Linked DNA regions of Anser cygnoides: all the other regions are linked to region 1. Evidence: chromatin contacts called from public Hi-C data. All regions are on one chromosome and are shown on one strand. Each heading gives the region's core, a stretch centred on a gene start, on an enhancer-like site or on the middle of the called end of the contact. The rest is flanking DNA. Distances are from core to core; before and after follow the strand shown.

Evidence for each region. A called contact is a pair of places that touch in the nucleus more often than the background predicts.
Region 2: a contact with region 1 is called in a Hi-C map of liver, with 4 times the contacts expected there. The contact joins the promoter of LOC125183345 here to the promoter of CHRM4 in region 1. A contact is called at or near these places in 2 of 7 Hi-C or Micro-C datasets (both in liver).
Region 3: a contact with region 1 is called in a Hi-C map of liver, with 12 times the contacts expected there. The contact joins the promoter of GCHFR here to the promoter of CHRM4 in region 1. A contact is called at or near these places in 2 of 7 Hi-C or Micro-C datasets (both in liver).

What each region holds. Positions count from the first base shown.
Region 1 is chr5:34,409,846-34,412,588 of Taihu_goose_T2T_genome, reverse strand. It overlaps CHRM4 (cholinergic receptor muscarinic 4), which reads left to right and starts at 1,439. Exons shown (of 3, transcript XM_066997844.1): 1 at 1,439-1,664. The coding sequence starts at 1,610.
Region 2 is chr5:34,988,675-34,991,684 of Taihu_goose_T2T_genome, reverse strand. It overlaps LOC125183345 (dispanin subfamily A member 2b), which reads left to right and starts at 1,524. Exons shown (of 2, transcript XM_066998776.1): 1 at 1,524-1,785; 2 at 2,267-2,802. The coding sequence starts at 1,570. The coding sequence ends at 2,476. B4GALNT4 (beta-1,4-N-acetyl-galactosaminyltransferase 4) reads right to left here and starts at 1,472. Exons shown (of 23, transcript XM_066998737.1): 1 at 1,368-1,472; 2 at 39-143. The coding sequence starts at 132.
Region 3 is chr5:35,276,642-35,279,664 of Taihu_goose_T2T_genome, reverse strand. GCHFR (GTP cyclohydrolase I feedback regulator) reads left to right here and starts at 1,732. Exons shown (of 3, transcript XM_066997854.1): 1 at 1,732-1,831. The coding sequence starts at 1,796.

The sequences.
Region 1 (2,743 bases), core at 190-2,689:
CTCTGCCTCTCCATTTCGGGTTCTTTTTTATTTTTATTTTATTATTATTATATTTTTTGGGGGGGGCTGATAGACAGATTAGCATTTATCAGCAAGCTGACTACTGGAGGGTTATTAAAAGCGATTTGCAATGTAAATACTTTCATCATCAGCCACGTTTTCTTTAGACTGGGGTTGACTTTTATGAATATTAAAGATGTCAGGATGGGTCTGCCGGGTTCACAGGAGCGGGGCTGCTGCAGGGCAGGGGCTGGGCTCGCGCTGCGCTGCGGGAGGCAGCCGGGAGTATGAGAGGATCCGTGAGGGGCAAGGGAGGGCCTCAGTGGAAGGATGGGGAGCAAGAACTTGTGAGTGTGTCTGAGAGCATCTGTACAGGGGGAGAGAGGGGATTTTGCCCGCCTCTAGGCAGATGTGGTGGCTTGGGCCGAGGGCACGATTTGCGGCAGAGCCCGGTGGAGGCTCCCGAACCGGTAGTGGGAGAGCGGGGATTGCTGATGGGCTGTCAGGCAGAGCGAAGCTCGGGGCACGGCCAAGAAAAAGAAAAAAAAAGGAGAAGCCATCCAAAAACAGAGGATGGAAAGAAACGGGTGAGGCAGGGACATGCGAGTGTTCCGAGGAGAGAGCAGCAAACGCGACTTCTAACCAGAACCCGAGCCTGGGCCTTCGGAGGCTCCACTTCTTCTGCCTAGTGAGAGAGAACAGCGCTGGGAGAAGAGCTAAAAGTTGAAAACTTTTGTACTTAATTTGGTTGCACGTTTTTATCTCCGTGCCGGATCAGCTTTGGAAGAAGGCTTCTTGCTGTTCATTACACTCTTTTGTCTACCCACGGGGAGTTGTAGTTTCAAACAAGAGCCCAATCAAACAACCCAACCCCGGTGCAATCAGATTGTCTTTGAGGCAGACATTTCCTCGCTCGGATGAGTCCGCCCGGGGCGCAGCAGTTTTCTTTACAGCATTTGGGGGGGGGGGGGGGGTCAGCATTTGGGTTTGAGAGGCCAAACCCCAGCGGAGGGGCACATCTCCCGGCCCCGGGGGGGGCGCACTGCCATCAGAGGCCGCTCTCCGGGTGCGGGAGCCGTGAGAGGGGCCGGGGCAGGAGCTGGGGGGGATTTGGCCGTGAGCACCCGGCGGGGCTCCGCCGGCCCCGGGGGGCTCCGGGCGGCGTCGGCCCGGCCGGGGCGAGCCTCGGGCGCTGTCCGCGGTGCTGCCGGGGCTGCTGCGGAGGGGGGGGGGGGGGGGTTAAAAAAGGGGGGCACCCGCTTCTTTTAATTATTTATTTTATTTTGGGAGGGAGGCAGCGGCGCGGGGATTGGCCGCGGCACCGTGACGCCGTGGTCCCCCCCCCTCTCCAAGCCTCCCCCCGACGTGGTGGCGGTGGCGATGCTGGGTTGGGGTGGGGGGGGGGGGGGGAGGCACTTTTGGGGGTGGGGAGGGGGGGGCACCGGGCCGAGCCGGCAGAGCCGGGTCCTCCCCCTCCTCCTCCTCCTCCTCCCCACGCCCCTCCCCGCCCTCCGCACGGCGCCGCCGGGAGCCGGGAGCCGGGAGGAGCCGGCCGGGGCCATGAGCACCGGAGCCCCCGACGGGGCGGCGGCGTGCTCGGCGCTGCGGCATGGCCGCTGACAACCGCTCGGCGGCGGGCGGCGGCGCGCCCTGGGGGCTGCCCGGTGAGTGGCGGGGGGCCGGGGGCACCCCCGGGCCGGGGGGCGCCGGGAGGAGGTGGGGGGGTGGGGGGGGGCGTGCTCCCGAGGCGCGCACCCCCGGGGATGTCGCACACCGGGGGGAGCTGGGGGCGGGGGGGGGGGTCTCTCTGCCAACTTTCCCCGGGCAGGCAGCCCCCTGCCCCTCTGCACGCCCCGCTGGCCGTCCCGTCCCGTCCCGTCCCCCCTGTCCCGTCCCGTCCCGTCCCGTTCCCCCCGTCCCGTCCCGTCCCGCAGCAGCGAGGGGCAGCTCTCGCCCCCTTCCTCCCCATCCGCGGCTGCCCCCCTGTCCCTATCCCGGTGACATCCCGGCTGCCCGGGGCCCACGGGCGGGGGTCGCGCAGCCCCACCCTTCTCCTTCCCAAAATCATGGCTTTGGCTTCAAACCAGGGGGACGGTTCTTGGCACTCCTTCAAATCAAAGCAGCGCCGGCTTCTCCTCTCTCCTTCTTTAAGCCCCTCCGACTGCGCCGCGGCCACGTTTGCCGTCCGGTCCTTGCAGACACCGGGGCTGGAGGGGCACTTCCCCGGCTGGGAAATAGCCGTCGTGCCTCCGTGCCCTGCCGGCCAAGGAGCTGGGCTGTGGGTGTCAGCACACGGAGGCTCCCCGCTTCGCCCCGGGCACCCGGGGTGACCTCGGAGAGCGGCCGGGTTCCCCCGCGCTGCTGGCAGGGTGAGCAGGGGCTGGCACCCGGCTCCTTGAGCCTGGCGCTAGCGAAACACACGAGATGCCAGGGAGCCAGGGCCCAGGCCTCCGGTGAAACATCACGGGTGGCAATGCTCGCGCTGAAATCACAGGTAGCAGCGGGACGCGTGGAGCTGTCACCACCTCGGGGCACTGCTGCCTGCTTCCTAATGCCCGGCCTCGTGTGCTCGGAGCGCCCATAGCCCGGGCTAGGTGCCTTTACGCACCCCAGGACATGCTCCCAGGGGAGCTGAGCGGCTGGCTTCACCCTCACGGACAGGCTAAGAAATAGGGACACGTCCCCGGTGCACGCTTGGCTGGGCTGGAGGCTGGCGGGCAGGGTGGGCTGGAGATGCAGGAAG
Region 2 (3,010 bases), core at 275-2,774, 580 kb before region 1:
CACTTGGCACCGGAGGAGCCGGCCCCAACTCACTTCACCTCTGCAGAGGCAGCATTTTGGGGGCAGGATGTTTTGTTTTTTTTTTTTTCTTCCTTTCTGCTCTGCAGCTTGGAGCAGCAGCTCCTCCTCCATGTAGCGTGGGGCTGGGAATGAAATCGGGGAAGAAAGCACGGTGATAAGAAAAAAAAATCACAGCAGCCGCAGCTGGGGAAACTAGAGGGCACCCGCGCTCCAGGCTGCGCTTTCCCGCTCAGCTGGCGAGCAGATGCGGAAGGTTAATTGGCTCGTAATTAAACCTTTTAGGCAACCGTGCGATATGTGACATGGGGAGCTCGGCTGGCCTGACCGTCCCAAATGGCCACAGCAGACGTGTGTCCCTCCAGACAGTAAGGAAATTCAGGGTTTTGTCCCCCACGAGCGGCACCCTCCGGCCGCCCCCATTTCCCCAGGGGCCAGAGCGGGGCCTGGGTCCCTGGCCGAGAGCTCTGTCCTGGCCCTCCGAAGGGCCGCGTGGCACAAGGTGACAGCGGGGACAGGTTTGGGGGATCAAAAACCAGTGCCTGCCTTCTGAAACACCTGCTGAGGGCCGGGAGGGAAGGGGGTCCCAGCGCCACGCAGTGAGGACATGGTTTAGGACTTCTCCCTCAAGCATCCAGGCACAACACCAGGGACAAATCTTACAGTGCCACACGGTGGGGCCATTATTTTGGGGTTTCATCAGGGGGGTCGCACGGTGGGAACATTATTTGGGGTTTCTTCCCCAAGCAGCCAGGCTCCAGACCGGGGTGAAGGCTTCCAGCGCCACATGGAGGGGACGTGATTTAGGGTTTTGTCATCAGGTGCCCGGGTTCAACCCCAGGGACAGGGGTCGCAGCGCCACATGGTGGGAACGTTATTTAGGGTTTCTGCATAGAACCATACAATCGTTCAGGCTGGAAAAGACCTCCTAAACCACCTGGTCCGACCCATAACCTCGCACTGAAGTCCGCCACCAAGCCTCGCTATGGGGTGCTACATCTCCACATTTCTTGGAGCCCTCCAGGGATGGTGACACCACCACGGCCCCGTTCCAATGCCTCACGCCCCTTTCCGTAACGAAATTTCTCCTAATATCCATCCTAAACTTCCCCTGGCGCAACTTGAGGCCGTTTCCCTTCATTTGGCAGACGGGAAAAGAGCCCCCCGCCCCCCCCCCCGCCACGACTCCCTTTAAGCTAATTTTATTTAGCGCAATGAGGCCTCCTTGAGCCTTCTCCCAGCCCAACAAACCCCCCCAGCCCATCCAGCAGCCCGCATCACCCTCATCTTCTCCCCCTTCCCCCCCCCCCCCACCCTCCACCCCCCCCCAAAAAAAAGAAAAAAATCACTTTAACGACCCCAAATCCTGACGCTTGGGGACGATGCAGGGCCCAGCTCCGGGGCCAGGAGATAGGAAGAGGGCGGGCAGGGCTTTTCCCCTCCCCAGCCCCAGAGGCTGGGAAACGAAACCTCGAAACCTGCGGGTGCTGAGCGCCCCCCCGCCGGCAGCGCCGCCCCCGCCGCCCGCCCCCGAGCCCCGAGCAAGCAGGGATGGAGCGGACCCGAGCCCCGGGAGTTTCGCTGCCGCCCTACGAGCCTCTGGTGGAGGGCTTAGACATGGAGAACATGTCCCGAAGCGTCGTGGTGCCCGTGGAGGCCCCCCCGGTGCAGCCCCCCCCCCGCGACCACCTGGCTTGGTCGCTGTGCTCCACGCTGTACGCCAACGTCTGCTGCCTCGGCTTCCTGGCGCTCGTCTTCTCCGTCAAGGTTTGGGGAAAGGGGGAACGGGGACGGGGCTGGGGTGAGGGGGGCGGTCGGGGTCAGTGTTGGCACCCGGGGGGTGGTGGGGTAGCGGCCGCGCGAGGTGGGGGGGATGGAGCCGGGGAGCCCCAAAAGCCCAGCGCTGGGATGCGGCGTGGACCCCCCCAGAGTCCCTTGGAGCCCCCCAAAATTGCCAAGCCTGGGGTTGCCCCATGGACCCACAGAGCACCAAAAGCCCCGGCCGTGGGTTAATGGGTGGACCCCGCAGAGCCCCTGACCCTGGGGTGACCCGCGGACCTCCCCAAATCCCCCATCCTGGAAGTGACCCCGCACCTCAGGGAGCTCCGCAGACCCTCCGGAGCCCCAAGCCCAGGATGCTCCACGGGTTGCCCAGAGCCCCCACCCCGGGGGGCGAGGTTCCTCTCCCCCATCCGCACCCCCCTCTCTCCAGCCCTGACCCCACTGACTCCGGCTTTGGTCTCCCCAGTCCAGGGATCGCAAAGTCCTCGGCGACTACAGCGGGGCGCTCAGCTACGGCTCCACCGCCAAGTACCTGAACATCACGGCCCTGCTGCTCAACATCTTCCTCGTCATCCTCATCGTCGCCCTGATCGCGAGCGGCACCATCACCATAGTCAACCTGCTCAACCACCAGCAGCAGCAGCAGGGCAACCACCCCTTCCTCGGCCCCACTTAGCCCCTTCCCCGGCACCGGGGGCGGAACTCGGCCCGCTGCAGCCCCCGCCGCCCCTCGGAGCAGGGCTGAGATCCCCACGCAGCCCCTCCGGCGCCTGCTGGGGTCTTGCCCTGCTTTCCTTGCTGCTCCAAGTCCCCCTGACCACCACTCAAAGCGCCTCGTGACACCTCTCCTCTGGCGGGAGCCGAGCCCCCAGAAGCTGGCTTTGGGAAGGGGACGCGCATGCTTTGCCACTTGCTTTGCTCTGGCTTTTTTTTTTTTATATAGCCCCAAGTACCTTCTCGTCAGGAAAAAATGTGGTTTTAATAAAGGTTTCTTTCACTTTTGCCCATGGCTCATTCTTTTTTTTTTTTTTTTTTGGGGGGGGGTGGGGTGGGAGTCCCCAAGCCCAGCTTTTTGGGATGGGAAATGGTGGCTGTCCTGGTGAAGCACTGCCATGGGACAACTGTCCCCTCTGTCACCCTCGGTGCACGCAGCATTGCAGGGATGATCCGATATACACAGACTGGTGAGCCCAGCTCAGCGCATTGGGAT
Region 3 (3,023 bases), core at 483-2,982, 870 kb before region 1:
GAGCCCTGGATGTTTTTTTTTTTTTTCTTTTTTTTTCTCTTTAATTTGCAGAGAGATCCAAGGGTCTGGATTTCATCTCTGGGCTCCTTCCCATGGCTGGTGGGATGGGAATGCGCTCACAGCAGAGTCCGCCTGGTCCGGGTCACCGGGGTGGTGGATTTGGGTGCTTCTGTAGGAAGCAATCACAACCGAGGTGAATTTAGCAGCAGAAAGCACTTCCTTTTCATTCACTGGGTAATGGAGGCAAAATTATGCCTCAGTTTCTCATGTTAGAAGCGAAGCGCATGTTTATACTAGAAAATAAGTGTTAGGAATAAACATTTGGCCTGTTCTGACACCAGGGAATTTGGGAAGACCGTCCTGGACATGCAGGTGATCTGAAGGAGCAGGGGTTTAACCCATGGGGTGAGGTATCCACATACAGCTCAAAATGAATACATCAGGATATTTGGGGCACACTTTAGGAATATGACAACATCAACATCTGATAGTTTTTTTGTTTGTTTGTTTTTTGTTTTTTGTCAGGCCCAAACCAACAGATATGATAGGAACAGCAAAAATTGGCTCTGTCAGAGTATTCCCTTTAGACTAGTGAGCAGAAATGTGTATTTTTCTCTCTCGATCCCTGCTGGAGTTAATCGGTAACCCGTGGCAGTTCAGATAAACTGGCCGCAGGTCAGGCAGGAAGGACACGACGTGCCACAGCCCGGGCTCGGCCACATGGGAACATCCTTCTGCTTTCTCCTGAAGCCTTATTTCTGAAGATCTGTAAGAAAAGTAGGAATTGATTATAGCTGGTGACGAGCTGCATGGAAAGATTTCTGTGCAAGTTTTGAGGTTATAGAAATATTATTTGTTATTTGCGGAAATGTTATTTGTTTTATTTATACCTAGAGCAGGTGTTGAGGAAGGAATCACTCCATCAGCTCCCACATCGGAAGCACCGATGCTCTGGACTTGAGATATGAGCTGCCCCTCAAATTTTGAAGGGATTTAAACCACATTTCCAGATAAAAGCTGCAGGGTCCCAGGCTCACCCCTGCCTGGTTCCTGGTCCATTGTCTCCCAGTCCTTCATCTCCCTGTCCACCATATCCCTATCCTTTGTCTCCCTCTCCATTGTCTCCCTGTCCATTGTCTCCTGGTCCACTGCCTCCAGGGCTATCATCTCCCATCCTGCATCTCCCCGTCCTTCATCTCCCTGTCCTTTGTCTCCCTGTCCATTGTCTCCTGCTCCATCACCTCCTGTCCTTCATCTCCTGTCCTTCAACTCCCTGTCCATCACCTTCTTATCCACCATCTCCCTGTCCATCATCTCCCAGTTCATTCTCTCAGTGTCCCATGTCTCCTGGTCCTCTGCCTCCTGGGCTATCATCTCTCATCATTCATCTCCCTGTCCTTCATCTCCCCGTCCATCGTCTCCTGCTCCATCACCCCCAGAGCCATCACCTCCTCTCCTTCATCTCCCCATCCACCACCTCCCCATCCGCCACCTCCCTGTCCTTTTTCTCCCTGCCCATCACCTTCCTCTCCACCACCCATCTCCTTCTATCTCCTCGTCCTTTTTTTAGGGGACGGAGAGCAGACCCAGGACCCTTGCGGAGCCCCCGAGCCGTCGGCGGTTTCTTGAACCACCCGGGCCACCTCGGGAGCCCCCCCGGGGGCTCCTCTTCGGGGAGGGATCAGCGCGGCGGCCGCATCCTTCCCCGCGGGCGGAGCGGGGGCGGCGGCGGGGCGGGCCGGGAGGGGCCGCCCCCGGCCACAGCCCCGGGGGTGGCGGCGGCGGGGTCGGGAGCATGCCGTACCTGCTGGTCAGCACGCAGATCCGCATGGTGAGTCCGCCCCGCCGCCGCCCAGCTCCCCCGGGGGCTGCGGGGCTCGGGGGGAGCGCGTGGGGAGAGGGGAGACGGGGAGGGGGGCGACGGAGATGGGGGGTGATGGAGATGGGGGAGATGAAGATGGGGGTGATGGAGATGGGGGCGATGGAGATGGGGGCAATGGAAATGGGGGTGATGGAAATGGGGGTGATGGAGATGGGGGGGAGATGGAGATGGGGGGGAGATGGAGATGGGGGGCTCCTCCTGGGCACCGCGCTGCTGCCCGCAGCATTGCCCTGCACCTGCTGCTGAGGGGCTTGGGGGGGGGCTGCCCCAAGGGGCTGGGGGAGCCGCTGGGTGAGCAGGGATGTGGGCAGCCACCCTCGCTCTCTTCCCTTCGTCCCGACCCTTCGCCTGGGTGAGGTGGGGAGCAGGAGAGCACCCAGGCGCCCCTAGTGCTGCTCCGCTCCCCTCAAACAGTGAGCAAGTTTGCTTGGGAAACTTGTTGCAGGAGCCCATGAAAGTCAAAGAAAGTAATCCATGTGTGCTCACCGTAGGTTTTTTCTCTTTCCCGAAAAGCCCTGCTGGCTGTGTTACAGTGGAAAACACGGCCACAGCCAAAGGGCAGGGCATTACTGGCACCAGGGTGGCTGTGCAGCACCCAAAGCCGTGGCAGGGACTGAGGCTGAGACCCATTGTTCCCCTAAAAAGGCGCAGAGGAAACCTTGCTTCCTAGTGATTGCTGTCCCACTGGCAGCCAGCACGTCCTGCCGGGCCCGCAGGAGCAGGCAGACGTCTAGAGGGCTTGGTTTTTGTTTTCCCAAGGGGAACTATATCAAATACTGTCTGAAGGCCAAAGTGCGATGTCGCGGTTTTGCAACGGGAAGGGTGCGATGGGGAAAAGAGCAAACCAACGAGCTGGCAGGAGTCTGGTGAGAGATGTGGTCTGTCCGAGGAGGATGCCCTCGCACCAAAACATCTCTGTTTGCAGCGATATTTGGTGTCACACCAGTTGATTGAATGATTATGGACTGATGGGCACAAAGCATGGCACGGACGCGTTTTGTAGCACTTCGGGGAAACGCACGCAGCAGGGTGGACTGAAATACCTACAGGTTAATGCACTTTGCCCTACAGACTTTGGAAACTCTGCTCTTTAGCAGCGCAAAGCAAACATTCACAGCCTGAAACCTGGCATCCAGCCACG